2 separate regions of the Zea mays genome follow, and region 2 is linked to region 1. Evidence: chromatin contacts called from public Hi-C data. All regions are on one chromosome and are shown on one strand. The core of a region is the stretch at or near the end of the contact, and the rest is flanking DNA. Distances in the headings are between cores, read along the strand shown.

Region 1 (7,808 bases), core at 1,939-4,438:
TCCCTGCACAAAGAAGAGATTGCATTTGTGAGACCAGATGAATATACATCATGCAGGACTAAAATTTTAATACTCATAAGAGTATGGAATAGAGCAGGGTCAGTTAGAGGGAACTACGGAGGTGGTGGAGCAAAACCCTGTGCGGCGCCAAGGCTCTACATCTACTGGAACATCTTCGCCATCCTTTGCTGATCCGCCAAGCGAGCCGCCCGCTCCGCCTCCCGCTCTGCCCTCATCCTCGCCTCCATCTCCATCCATTCCCACCTCTCTTATTCTAACTGGGCATGTAATATTTCACTCCAATGTTATAATAATTCAAAGAGAAGGTATATAACTCAATTAATGATGAGGCATCAAAGTACTAACCTGGAGTCCTGGATGTGATGATGTGAGTTGTCCTACCGAGGTCGTATGGCTGGGCTCGCGCTCGTGCTCCTTGTTCGCACCTGAGATAGAGTGGAGTGGAGGACGAGTCGATTGCCACGTCGGCAATCTAGTACCGCCCATGCATCTTGCCTCCTCCGACCCTCATGAGGACATCTCTGTCGATGTCCTCGATCCTCGGATCGTAATCTGGCTCATGGACCTCCTTTGCCATGACAGTGTACTCACTAAGGCGGTTGTGGATGACGGGGTTGCTATATGCCTCGGGCCCATCCTCCAGGCTGTAGGTGACATCGAACGTCGTCTTGCCCTTGTGGGTCATAGCATACGCCAAGAAGATGGAGCAAGGCTGACCACCATGTGACAGTGACTGCGAGAAAACCAACAAGAAGGTTAGAAATCATGCCTAATAGAAAGTTATACTAAACTAAAGAGAGCACGTACCCATACTTCTGCGTATTTGCCGAGGCTGCGACAGCCTTGGTCGTGGGAGAAACCTTGCATCATCAAATGACGTTCCTAGCTACCGTTGTGAGCTTTGTCCCACTCGGTCGAGCACCACCTTTGCACCATTTGCTCCTAGCACTAAGGATGTGCGACGCACCAATAAGGAATCATCTACAAAAAACAAGTACACAACATATCAGAAGATAAAAATTAAGCATATCTAATATCAATATTAATGTTCTATATTTACCTACAAGTAGGGGTGACAATGGGCTCTAAATTTTACACTATAAAATGTAAGGATCGAATCGGGTCCTATTTCTATTCATTTTTAACTAAAAATAATTTAGGACCCTAGCAATTTGTGAAGAAATATTTGGATCATGATCCATTACCACCCTACCTGCAAGTACTGATCCGGAATCAATGATATGGTCCTGGCGTCCTTCTTGCCCACCTTCTCCCCAAGGACAGAGTCGTGGCAAGTGATTATGGTCTAGATGCGCGTCTCATAGTGCATGTCCACGACGAGCTTCTTACAGCTCGTGGTAGCCACCACATCCGCCCTGGGCTAGTATCTAGCCTCGCATCTTAAGAAATCCTGCATATAAAGACGATGTATCTATATATTATTTCAAGAATGTGCAACAAATGAGACATATTAAACAATATAATACGAGGAAGACTTACCCACGACACTTGCTTCACTCGCTCTGCCTTGTTGAATTGACTGTCATCCCGATCCACTACATTGGGGCGGTGGCGTAGTGGTCGAAGGAATAGGGCCGGCCCGTCACTCCGGCGTACTCAACAAGTCCAGGAATGTGTTCCCTGCATAGAAGGTCGAGGATGCCATTGGGGTGGCGGACGTGACCCCCTGCATTCTCCAAAACCTTACAAGACATGTTCAAGTGATTAAGAAAAAGTATTAGTTTCTATTTTAAATTTGAACATATAATATGAAGAAGCAGCGACATCATCTAAAGTTACATATGGTAGCGTTGTGTTGCGTGTGGTTTCATGTCGTGTTAGGGTTTAGTGATTTTTTATGGCCCATAGGTAACGACCCAATGGTAGGCGAGAAGTGAGGAAGAGCAACAGACTTAGACGTTTCGTGCACGACATATATGTTTTTTTTTATCCACGGGTTATATTAGAAAGAAATATGAGGACATTTTTTTGCAAAACAACCACGATGGTGAAAACAAGAAAAAACGGTGCTTTATAGGAATATAGCATAGTAGATGGGATCTTTAGTTTAATTGGTGTTGTTTATGTCGTGTCTCGTTCGATCTATGCGTCTAGGAGGACTCATGTCTGATGCATTGCATGTTACCCTCCTGCATCTGCATCTGAGACCATGCATGCATGCATGTGCGTTAATTAATAATATTACCTATACCATATATACGTATGGCATTTGCTTATTATCGACGACCATATCCTTTGAAAATGTCACTTGAATCATATATATATCATCACATTGAAAATGTCACTTTCTTCTCCTACCGCCGCTAGCTGCTACGCTATGGATTATGTGTGAATACCATTCTTGGAGGCTAGCTATTTGCATTTCCCATACAAATGCAACAGGTTGTTTTTTTTATTCATGCCAGCTTAACTCGCATCAAATAAGTGATTGAAGTGACATTTTCAAGTATATGTTAAGTAAAAATAGTACTCACTCCTCCGTTCATAAATATTATGAACGTATGACACAATTGATTATTTTAAAAAACTTTGATCACTCGTCTTATTAAAAAATAATAAGTTATTATTTATTTTTTTAAAATTTATTTTATTACTTAAGGTAGTTTGTATTTAAGTTAAAATTTTACATTTTTAAATAAATATTTTGAATAAGACGAATGGTCACAATTTTCGAAAAAAATCAACGGTGTTATATATTTGTGAACTGGTTCAAAACATGTTGTGATAAGACGAGTGAGGATCATAATAAAATACAAAGTGAATGATTCAAAACATGCTGTAATTTGTGGTTTCGTCTTGATTATTCTCGGACCAGGCTGTACTTGAACTCTATTTCGTGCTTGTCTCTTGTAATAAATAAATAATAAGTTAAAAGTGGTTTTAGCCGTGTGTTCCACTTCCATGGCAGGAAATTATAAAGCAAGTTATGCCCATGCTGCCATGCATGCGATGCGATGATGGGGTAGCCATGGCCCATGTGCGTGGATGCATGCATGGCAGGCAAGCGTAGCAATGAGCATATGCATGCACGAGACGAGATCTCTATCTCTCTCTCTCTCGGTCACTCTCAGCTGCGGGCAAAAACAAACACTGCCGCCGCATAGTATAGGAAAAAAGACAGGCATATATATATACCGTCCTTGCGTTCCTTCCTTCGGTAGAAAGAGCCGGCCGGGTAGCTAGTACATTGTTGGAGCAGAGCAGCGGCGGCGGCGGTGGCCATCATCAATGGGGATGGGGTCCCTCCTCTCGCTCTACCTGCTTCCTCGGGCCGTCTTCCTCCTGCTGGCCGCCTGTTGCTCCTTCGCCAGCGGCGGCGTGAACAACTACAACACCAGCGATGCCGCCGCCAGGCAGCTGCAGTGGGGCAACGCCAGGGCCACATGGTACGGCCAGCCCAACGGTGCCGGGCCCTACGACAACGGTACGTATGCAATAATATATAATCAGTACGTACGTAGCTAGTATATGCTTGCTGCCGCCGCCGCATGAACGATGTTCATCGGTGCTGCTGCATGCAGGCGGCGCTTGCGGGTTCAAGAACGTCAACCAGTACCCGTTCATGGCCATGACCTCCTGCGGCAACCAGCCGCTCTACCGCGACGGCAAGGGATGCGGCTCCTGCTACAAGATCAGGTGCTCCAAGCACGCCGCCTGCTCCGGCCGCACCGAGACCGTCGTCATCACCGACATGAACTACACCCCGGGCGTCGCGCCCTACCACTTCGACCTCAGCGGCACCGCCTTCGGCAGGCTGGCCAAGCCCGGCCGCAACGACGACCTGCGCCGCGCCGGCATCATCGACATCCAGTTCGCCAGGGTACCCTGCGAGTTCCCAGGCCTCAAGGTCGGCTTCCACGTCGAGGAAGGCTCCACCCAGGTCTACTTCGCCGTGCTGGTCGAGTACGAGAACGGCGACGGCGACGTCGTCCAGGTCGACCTCATGGAGAAGCGCGCCCGCCGCTGGACGCCCATGAGCCAGTCATGGGGATCCATCTGGCGCCTCGACTCCAACCACCGCCTGCAGCCACCCTTCTCCATCCGCACCCGCACCGACTCCGGCAAGACGCTCGTCGCACGCGACGTCATCCCACTCAACTGGAGGCCAAACACATTCTACAGATCCATCGTCCAGTACTCCTCGTGAATCCCACAATTCATCTCCTGCAGCTACAGCTGCAGCCTTTTTGTCGTCGCCCTCGCAGTCTCAGGCTCAGCTCGATCGGGTAGATCGATATGCAGGCAGCGGTGCGTGCTGTAATAATTATAATAATATATATATATATATATAATATATATAATATATACTCTCCCCGACCCTTCTTAATTATCCTTGGTATTCAACTTTCATCAAGAAAAACATTAAATATTTATAAAATATAATTACTACTGTTTATAAGACATCATTATTGGTACTCTCGAGCCGGAAGGTCAAAGAATCACTCGTACCTTGATTCCACTAGTGTCACTTTTCACTGCTCCGATAAGACAAGCACGCGACTCTCATAATCACCATTGATGCATCTCCATAACCTTCGTCAGAGAGCTCGACAGGGAACCTTCACCGAGCCGTCTAGGAGGCGACAACCTCCAAAAGTAACAAGTCAATGATGCTTGCTTGATGAACCTCCTAGTGCCTCAAGAATCAACAAAGTGACGCAATACACTAGAGCACTCTCAAACTCACTAGAATGCAATCTCTAGCAATGTGTGTGAGTGAGAGAGGTTTGGAGGCTTGTATGTGCTCAATAGATGGTTCAAATGCCAAGAGTAATAGCCAACACCCGTACTCCATCTATTTATAGCACACCCCCAACAAACTAACCATTATGGACCTATTGTCCCTTTTCTGTGCACCCATGTACGGTCTACGCCCTATGGTCGGAGAGTCCACCCCTTAATTTAACTGCTACTTTTCATTTGAAAAGCTATCAAAACGTGAGACATGGGCAGTCCACCGACCCCGAAACTTAAGCACACAGAGCTCTTCTCACCTGACTTTGCACATTTTTTAAAACCGATCGACGGTCCGACACATGGGCATGGACAGTCTACAACCTAGGAAAGTTGACTATTCGTGACCTAGGCACGGAAAATTCACAAGTCAACTGCTAGAATCTCTCACGAGTACTATGGACGGTGAAGGAAACAGTGACGCCAAGAGGGGGTGAATTAGGACTTCTAAAAACTATTCTCTAAACTAGGCCACAAATAATTTTCTAGAACAAAACATATGTAAATAAACAATCTAGAATGTGCAAACTAGGTTTTATCTAAGTGTTGTTATCTCTACCGCAAATTCTAAGTTTCAATCCTAAATAATCTAACTAGAAAGGTGAGATTGAAACTTAAGTACTTAATGTAAATGTGGAAGGTAAAATGCAACACTACACCAAAAATATAAACTTACTACGATTTCTTAACTTCCTAAAGCTTTTAGAACAAACCGTAGGAAATTACCAACTTCCGAGAGGCTACTGGTAGCTCTAGGAAATAACCATAACTTCCTACGGGTTGTTATAAAAACTGTAGGAAGTTAGCTTTCAGTTGTTGACCAACGCGTGCGGTCAAACGAGCCGCTAACTTCATACGGCCTCCTCTAGGAAGTTAGTCGCCCCTGCTAACTTCATACGTCCTCCTCTAGGAAGTTAGCTGCCCCTGTTAACTCCCTATGGCTGCCTCTAGGAAGTTAGCCGCGCCTGCTAACTTCCTACGGCCACATCTAGGAAGTTAGCTTTTAGCTGTTGACCGATGAACGTGGTCAAACGAGCCGCTAACTTCCTACGACCTCCTCTAGAAAGTTAGTCATCCCTGCTAACTTCCTACGGTCGCCTCTAGGAAGTTATTTCCTAGAGTACATGTACAACCTCTAGGAAGTTAAGTAACTTCTTACGGCTTTCCTCTAGAAAGTAATATTTGTTAGCTTCATCCCTGAGTCTACCCTAATCTTTCTTCATTCCGTCATTCAACCTCCATCATTCGCGCCTGAGAGCACCTAGAGGGGGGTGAATAAGTGATCCTGCAAAATTCAATACTAATAACACAAACTTGGTTTATAATACGTTAGTTTGATTAAACCAAGTGGTTATAAAGCGAATTCTTGATATAGAATCAATCACACAGAAAAGCAACACAAGAGACACGCTGTTTTTATCCCGTGGTTCGGCCAAGTAATACTTGCCTACTTCCACATTGTGGCGTCCCAATGGACGAGGGTTGCACTCAACCCCTTTCAAGTGATCCAATGATCAACTTGAATACCACGGTCTTTTCTTTTTGAGTTCTCTTCCCGTTTACGAGGAATCTCCACAAGTTGGAGCCTCTCGCCCTTACAATGATGATCACACAAGAAGCACAGAAGTAAGGGAGGGAAAGCAACACACGCAAGACTCAATCTGTAGCACACACACGCACACAAGCCAAGACTTGAGCTCAAAACACGGCGCAGGGAGTTCACAACTCAAACGGAGCTCAAATCACTAACACATCAATCCAAATGCATGGAGGCGGAGTCTAGGAGTCTTAAGATGCTTAGAGAATGCTTGGTATTCTGCTCCATGCGCCTAGGGTCCCTTTTATAGGACCAAGGCTGCTAGGAGCCATTGGAGATCAACTTGGAAGGCAAATCTTGCCTTCTGTCGAGTGATGCATCGGACAGTCCGATGCACCACCGGACATGAACAGTACTTGTCCGGTGCTCGATTTCCTTCCGTATCGGGCACAGCCGAACGTTGGTCCTTCGGGCCCGTTGGCGCACCAGACACTGTTCGGTGCACGCCGGACAGTCCGGTGTGACCAACCGACCGTTGGCTTGGCCACGTGTCGCTCATTGATCGCGAATATGATCGTTGGCCGTAGGCGCCTTTGGCTCACCGAACAGTCCGGTGCACCACCGTACAGTGTGGTGAATTTTAGTCGTGGCGCCTTCTTCATTTCCCGAGAGCAGCCAGTTCGCCACCGGGCCAGCCTGGGCACCGGACAGTCCGGTGCACCACAGGCTGGTGCTGGTTGGCTGAACCGAGCCAAACCTCCTCCATCTCTTTTACTCTTTTCTTGGCTATGTCTCTAGCACTTGGATGAACATGTTAGTACCCAAAAACAATTTACTAAGTCTAGAAATATACCTTGTTCTTTGATGTGCATTTTTCACCTACTTAGCACATGTGAGTTTAAAACAATGTGTTGGGCATTCAATCACCAATAGAAATCGCCCACGGGCACATTTCCCTTTCAATCTCCCCCTTTTTGGTGATCTATGCCAACACATAAAACTCAACTAAAAATTGCAAATTTGAAGACCAAATTTTCTCACTTGAGATTTGACATATTTGGATCACTTTTTGCCACCACTTGGTTTGTTTTTGCAAATCAAATTCTTTTTCCTATCTCTAAGTGAAACACACTTGTTTCGGCAAATAGAGAGATATTACAAGAGCAAAATTGATCAAGTGCCAAAAACTCCCCCTTTTCCCATAATTAAAATTCTCCCCCCATAAGAGACCAAATTTTGCTATAAGAGGATTTTGACAAAATACAAATTCTAACTTTACTATACTTTACTATTTTTAAAAATTCACAAGTGGTTGGCTGATCCATTTGCTTTGGCCTTAATTTCTCCCCCTTTGGCATTAAGCACCAAAACGGGGAAACTTTTGGCCCTTTATCCCCATTGCCTCACCAAAATGTCAAATAAGAGCAAAAAGGCAATGAGAGCATTAGTATGAACTTGGAATTAAATACACTTATACTGGAGTGCAGTGGAAGTC
Region 2 (7,808 bases), core at 1,905-4,404, 200 kb before region 1:
AAAGAAACTGACAAAGGGCCCCGCTGGTGGCCCCTTTGTCGAGTGTAGGCCGGTAGGCACTCGACAAAGAGGTAATCTCTTTGCCGAGTATATTAGGTGACACTCGGCAAAAGTAATCTCTTTGCCGAGTGTCATCTAGAACACTCGGCAAAGGCGTCGTCTCCGTTACAAGCCGTTATGACGACGACTTTTCTTTGCCGAGTACCGAGTGACACTCGGCAAAGACTTTGCCGAGTGCCCGATAAAAAGTACTTGGCAAAGAAGCCAATGCCGATGTACTGTTTGCCGAACTCTCTTTGCTGAGTGTCACATTTGGCAAACACTTTGCCGAGTGTTTTTAGACTTTGCCGAGTGCTTCAAGCATTCGGCAAAGCGCTCGATTTCGGTAGTGAAGGTGGAAGGCAGGATCCACATCTCCATTTGACTGCAACTCCAAGAATGTAAGGTAGTGTTTGCTTTAGTACCACCAGCGGCAACGGGAACAGAGCGAACTGTTGCCGGTAGCTATTGCAGTGAAAGTAATCACGTGATTTGTTTGGTTGCATTTTGTATCTGCTAAGCTCTGCGCGGGATCGGCTACCACCATGGGAGAGGCAATGAGATCCTACAGCTCAGTATCTCATCGCGTCGTGATGGATTATGGATTGGTGTAAACAAACGAGAAGAAATAGCGACGTGAATGATTACGGGCTGAAATAGGCAAATAGCCCCAACCAAACAACTCCTAAGAGTAACACCATGGATTTTTTTTAATATCAGTGATTCTCTGAATCCACCCGTGTCAATCTGTGCTCGACATTCTAGCTAGGGCCTTGATGTAATAAACCTCTTTAATTTGGAGTCCCAAACCAGAAAAATAAATTAATATTAGTTCTCCGATCCGAGCTAGTGCAATTATATTAATGCATAATATATGATGAGGTAGACGATTCAGGTGGCATGGACGAGTACGTCGTCGTCATGGACGATGCCAGCCTCCGCCGCCAGGCGCTTCTCCTTGTAGACGTATCCCCTGGCGACTGCCACGAAGGCCAGCAGGTCGACAGCGCTGATGGCGGCCAGCAGCCAATAGAACTTGTGGAGGCTGCCCTGGTCGAGGTCGTCGGTGAGCCAGGGCCTCCGGCCACCCGAGGTGGTGACGGCGTGCACGGCGCTGACGATGGCGGTGCTGAAGAAGAAGCCGAGCGACAGCGTGCTGAGGAATAGGCCCGTGCTCATGGTCTTCATGCCCCTGGGGCACTCGCGCAGGAAGAAGTCGAGCTGGCCGACGTAGGCGAAGGCCTCCCCGACGCCGACGAGGAAGAACTGCGGCACGAGCAGGAAGACGGAGGGCGTGGCTCCGGCGAGGGAGGCCGAGCGGCGCGCGCGCTCGGTGAGCGCGGCGGCGACCATGGCGAGGACGGAGAGGAGGAGGCCAACGGAGATGCGCTGCAGCGGGGAGAGGCCCTGCGGGTTGGCGGTGAAGCGGCGGGCGAGGGGCACCACGAGGCGGTCGTAGACGGGGACGGTGAGGAGGATGGAGCCGACGAGGAAGACGGTGAGGGAGCCGGCGGGGACCTCGAAGGCACCGCTGCCGAGGCGGCGGTCCATGGCCTGCGCCTGGGACACGGAGAAGGTGGTCATCTGGGCGTACACGGTCCAGAAGGGGATGGTGGTGGCCCAGGTGGGGAGCATCCGCACCACCTGCTTCACCTCCTCCACGTCCGTCAGCGTGCACGCCGCCCACTTATTGGTCTCGCCGGCGGCGGAACCCTCGGCCTCCTCAACGATGGCTGCCCTCTCAAGGAACCTGCACACCATGCATGCATGAGACATATGTGTATGCGTGCATGCATGCAGCTAGCAGCATGTGTGTGTGATTGGGCCCCAAAACCAAAGCAAATGCTGCACTTGCTTTTGTTCTGAATAACTCCAAATCAGAGTACAAACATCTTAATTAACTACTAGCTAGCTACGTACAAGTACAACAACACACAAGACACAAACGTACGGTGCGCACGATGCATACTTATCTATCATCTAATTAATTAATTACTAGCTAGCTACGTACGTACCTGCATTGCTTTGTGCGCGGCATCTTTTGCTTTCCCTTGACGTCCTCTCCGGCGGCCACCGCGTCTTGGACGTCGTACAGCATGTCCGGGTCCGGCGGCAGCGGCAGCGCGCGCTTCCTCCACGCGGCCGCCGTCACAGCGGCGATCTGCGTCAGCGGGGATCCCACCAGCTTCTTGAACCGGTACCTGCTGGTGCCCGTCACGAAGAGCAGCAGGCCCGCAAGGATGGCCGCGACGCAGGCGCCGTAGCCCCACCGCCGCCCCAGATGGTCCTGCACGTACACCAGCACCGTCACCGCCAGCAGCGACCCGATGCTGATGAAGAAGAAGAACCAGCCGAAGAAGCGCGCCATGCTCCGCCGCTCGCCGTCGTCCGACTCGTCGAACTGGTCGGAGCCGAACCCGGACACGCTGGACTTGAGGCCGCCGGTGCCCAGCGCCGTCAGGTACAGCCCCAGGTACAGCACGCCCAGCTGCGTACCGCTGGGCTCCACGCAGCTGCTCCTCCTGCTGGGGCCAGTGGGGTCCGCGCACGCAGGCGGCCGTAGCCCTGGAGCCGCCGTCGACACGGTCAGGACGCACATGCCCTGCAGTGTACAAAGTCACCGTCACCGACCGCCCGAGGAGATGCATGATGGCCACCACTCCACCAGATAATATAATACTAATACGTTCTTCTTACCGCCGCTTGGACTGCGGTGAAGATGGCGATGGTGAGGTATCTCCCGAGGTAGGTGTCGGCCACGAAGCCACCGAGGAGGCATAGCATGAAGGAGGCGCCGAGGAAGTTGGTCACAGCGTTGGCAGAGGCGGCGCCGCCGAGGTGCATGGTGCCGATCAGGTACGTCACCAGGTTCACGCCCACGCCCAGCGTCGTCAGCCGCTCGTTCAGCTCCACCACCAGGATCATGGCGGCGGACGACCAGCCGCCGGAGGAGGCGCGGACGGCAGGACGGCCCTTGTAGTCCCACGCGTCGTTCATAGTCGTCGTCATCTTACCCTCCGCCACGGTCTCAGGAAGCGCCGCCACATCAGACATCTCTCGCGTGGAGAAGAGAGGATGAAGTAGCAGGCAGCAGCACAGCCTCCCTCCACTGTTCGTTCTTATATTATATACAGGGAGGCCGCTGTCAACAAGCTAAGCTAAGGACCTCTTTGGAAACCCTAAGTTTTTAAGAAACAGGTTACTGAGGTGCTTCCAAACATTTTAGTTTATGTTTTAGTTTCTTATAAACTAAGATCTTGTTTGGAAGCAAGCTAGTTTTTTAAAAAGACTAGTTTTTATATTTTAGCTAGGAGAAGGTAGCTTCTTTGATTTTAAGAAACAGAGAATCTAATTTCTATAAACTGACGTGTAAATTGGTATGTTTGAAATCAGCTCAATTTCTATACTAAATTCATAAGCCAGTTTATTAAAAACTAGGTGCTTCTAAACATGTCCTAATAAACTAGTCTCTGCTAGCTAAAATTAGTTTATAGAAATTAAGTTGATCAGTTTCAAGAAATTAGAGAAAGAAACTAGATTTTTAAAAACTAGGTCGCTTCAACGATGGAGCTAACAACTGAGCTCACTGCCAGCAAATTAAGTCGATGAACGTAAAATCCAATGGGCCGGCGTGCGATCAGTCCAATGGATTGGGAAGAACCTAATCTTGCCATTTAGCTACGACACGACACACCGGCTATTAGTTCATCTATTATTTTTTATTTATCACGATTTAGTTTAAAAATAAACTAATGAGCAACAAATATTTTAGTTTAAAAATAAACTAACGAAGAACAAATATTTAAGAACGGATGTAGTATTAAGAGCATCTACAACAACATGGTCTATAAAAATGCCTTATATTTTTTTAAAAAGTATATTTTATCAAATTTAGGGCGCTAACAAAACATCCCGCTCTACAATAAAGCCTGAAATCTATATTATAGGGCATCACAATACGGTGTAATATATTTGAAGCACTTGAGAGGGTGTCATATAATTTTTTGACCAAATTTTATGAAAAGAGGCACTATTGTAATAGTTTTTACTACGTATTGTGAAGAACCTAATCTTGCCATTTAGCTACGACACGACACACCGGCTATTAGTTCATCTATTATTTTTTATTTATCACGATTTAGTTTAAAAATAAACTATTTCAATTTAAAAGCATCGATTTAATTCATTGTTGGAGATGCTCTTATACATTGCATTTTACTACGCTACTACAAGGGCATCAGGCCCATGACATTAATTCCGGTTAAATTGTAGCCCATATCAAAACGAGATCTATAAGGTCGGTTGATAATGGATATGATCCCAAAAGCTTATTAATACTAGTTGGTATTAAAAATTGATACTAAAGAATCCACCGTAGTTTCGGTTGCTCGCAAAATTAGGTATTAAAGGATACCCTTTAGTTTTGTCACTAATTGGTACTAATGAAGTTCGTCGAGAGTTAAAATAAAACGAAAACATCTCCTTTGTAGTAATAAATAGCTATATAACCAGAGTGGTAGAAGGGAACTCACGGAGCCGCAAGTTTTGGATTTGAATCCTAACATCGCATGCGTGCATATTCATGCAAAATTTGTGACTTGAGACACGTGCGTGCTTGTACCGGGCCAGACAATTGCGACTAAAAGTACAAGGCTTTTGTCCTGATTGCATAGTACCGATTGGAAATCTAGCATTAAAAGCATCTAAGCCCTCACTGGTGATTAATAAAGGCATAAGTGACTAACATGTACTTTGCAGAGTTAGTTTATTTGATATTGGTCACAATGATAACGACTTTTCGGGCAATCAATAGTTTTTGTGCACCTAAGTATGTAAGTCCTTTTGGTTTTGAAAGGATGGATAACAAGGTTTAGGATATACTATTTCTAAGCATTGATTTGGAGTTAAAAGACAATTAGAATAGCTTAGGATTTTTTCTTTGGCCATACACTATGAAAGGGGTATAAGTTATTTGGACGACGAAAACTCTCCATTTTTTATAATAGATATTTCCTCCATTCTAGATGATAAGACTTTTTAACCTTTTTAGATAATTAATTTTACTATGCACTTAATATACACTATATATGTCTATATATTTAAAACAATGTATCCATAAATATCAAAACGTCATGTAATTTTAAACAGAGAAGCATTTTGGTTGTCATTTGCATTGATTTCAGATAACGTATGAGTAAGTATATATGACATATACCTTACATTTGTCTTTTCCGGCTGTGGAGGTACCAGCTGGCTGGAGCTAGCATACATTTAGCTAAGTACACCACAACCTATTAATAATAATCCGTTAGTTGCTATGTGTACTTCATTCCAAATTATAGACCATTCTAATGTTTCTACAAAATCAAAATATTTTAAGGATAACCAAATTTATATAATATAATAATAATGTTTATGATACTGAATAACTATTACTAATTCTTTATTGATTATATTTTTATTGTATATCTATTTGATGTCTTAAATCTCTGGGTTGAGCACCTCTAAAGATTCATGTGGATAACCTAAACATGGCAACACTATTAAATCAGCATGGTTCCACTACTGGAACAGTCTGAGCCCAGAAAACACTCGACAAACTCTTTGTCGAGTGTGACGCTTGGCAAAGAGGAGGACTCGGTGAACTCTACATCGACTTCTTTGCCGAGTGCTTTTTACCGAGCAGTTTTTGTCGAGTGTCACCTGGTGCTTCATAAAGAAAAGTCGTCGTGACAAGTGACGGTGATGGAGACTTTATCGAGCGTACTCACTCACACTCGGTAAAGAGGGAGCCTTTTACGAGTGATGACTGGCATTGCACTCGGCAAAGAAAGCTCCAGTGGGCCCCCACGACAGCCTTTGTATCGAGAGCCGCAAACTGGCACTCGGCAAAGTGAGCTTCTTTGCTGAGTGGCTGCCTGCCTGGCACTCGGCAAAGGGAGCACCAGTGGGCCCCTTTGCAAGTTTCTTTGCCGATGAGTTCGGAGAGGTCTAGGCCGTCGTCTCCGAGTAAACTATGATGGTGGAGGATTGTTGTCGCCATATGGTGTATTTTATTTAGTTATTTTATACATAATTTCTAGTATATAATAAAGATGTGACATTGATTCTTGTATCATGAGTCATCATATATGTGAGACTTGATCCTAGCACACATTTGAGTGCGCCCGGGTTTGCCCTTAAATCTAGGTGTGACAGAAGTGATATTAGAGCAATATTGACTGTATGATGTAACCTAGATCACTACACGATGGTTCATTTATAACGACCTACGGTTGGTTGCTAAAAGTGCCTTCAGCGACCTATGGTTAGTCGCTAAAAACCTTTAGCGACCCATAAGGATGGTCGCTGTAAGTGCCGTCGCTAAAGGCTTTAGCGACTGACATCTTTTTAGCGACCAACCGTCCGTTGCTAACACCTTTTATCGATAGACCTAGACAAACACTTGCCTACTTACCTTTGCTACTATGTTTCTTTCCAAACTCTTCTTAATCTTTTCTCATCTATTACTGCTTTACTCTGATTATTCTTACCTTTCACTTCTAAAAACAAAAGAGGATTTCACACCTTGGAATTTTGAACCTAAAGTGATCCTTAGTAATATGACACCTAATACTAGGAGAGAAAACTATTTCTATAGGTATCTATGCACTTGAATATTTGTCCTTATGATGCCCATTTGATTTGGTTCTTTGATTGAGTGGGATGAGTCATGGAGTAATGTCCACAATTATATCTGCATATATATCTAGGCATAAAAAATATGTTCATAAGATAACTAGACAACTTACATTATCCCCATTAAAATATATCTAGCTCAATAGATTCATCTCATCTCAAAAGATTCTACCTTATACTAATAGATTCATCTTATCCTAATAAGCATACTTATCCCACCCTAGTGTAACAACCATGATCTAATCCAAATTAATTAGATCATATCTAGTCTAATCTAGTCATACCAATCTAATCTAGATCTCATCCAATCTATTATGATCTAACCTAATATGAATTACTTAATAGGTTAGTTAATGCTGGTGAATAGATAAGACCCTACTCCTATAAACATGTTTTAACCTGAATTAGTGCCTTGACTAACTCGACCATGGACAACAAACCTAAACTGGATAGTGGGTTGTATAATCTATCTATCCCCAGCTAACATAAAACTAGATTCTAACCTACCTACCTACATCATGTAGTCTGTCCTACCAGCATCTATCTTAACTATATATCCCTAACTCTGATGATAAACACCAAAATCGGAGAAAACACCAAGACCGAAGGTCCCTAATTCGGATGGAGACACCGACACTTGAGAAGGGATAAATTAAGACATAAGCCATACAAGATCTCTAGATAAGATAGAAAATCCACCATCCGGGATAGAAGTTTTCCTTGCCCAAACCTTCTCTTGTCCTAAATCTGCTCTAATCTTACTTATTAGCTAAAAACATAAAATACCCATGTGTTTCTAACCTCACTTGCTAATGAAAAGAAACTTTTGGAAACATTAAAACTAAATGGAAACTAAAAAGTTAAAACTACACACAGAATGTTCTGCATCCCTTTCTTACTAATCTCGAGGATGATTTTTTAATGAGGGTATAATTTGTAACACCTCAAAATTTTATTCAGGTATTTATGAAACCTTCTCCAAAGAAAAAATGTGAGTCTAAACGACCTTTAATAAGGATTTTCTTTCTTGTCAAAACTATTCTCTTAAAAATAAACAAATAGAAAGGCTTTCAATTTATCTACTAAAATGG

What was found. Hi-C and Micro-C count contacts between places; a contact is called where the count stands out from the background.
Region 2: a contact with region 1 is called in a Hi-C map of tassel, with 2.2 times the contacts expected there. The contact joins the promoter of LOC103630501 here to the promoter of LOC103630483 in region 1. A contact is called at or near these places in 2 of 25 Hi-C or Micro-C datasets (ear and tassel).

Annotation. Positions count from the first base shown.
Region 1 is chr1:1,597,733-1,605,540 of Zm-B73-REFERENCE-NAM-5.0, reverse strand. It overlaps LOC103630483 (expansin-B4), which reads left to right and starts at 3,188. Exons shown (of 2, transcript XM_008651534.4): 1 at 3,188-3,466; 2 at 3,564-4,372. The coding sequence starts at 3,271. The coding sequence ends at 4,189. LOC103630490 (a long non-coding RNA gene) reads right to left here and starts at 1,717. Exons shown (of 4, transcript XR_555090.2): 1 at 1,522-1,717; 2 at 1,235-1,432; 3 at 829-1,002; 4 at 507-754.
Region 2 is chr1:1,802,544-1,810,351 of Zm-B73-REFERENCE-NAM-5.0, reverse strand. It overlaps LOC103630501 (protein NRT1/ PTR FAMILY 6.3), which reads right to left and starts at 3,154. Exons shown (of 3, transcript XM_008651564.2): 1 at 2,737-3,154; 2 at 2,055-2,641; 3 at 726-1,789. The coding sequence starts at 3,093. The coding sequence ends at 931.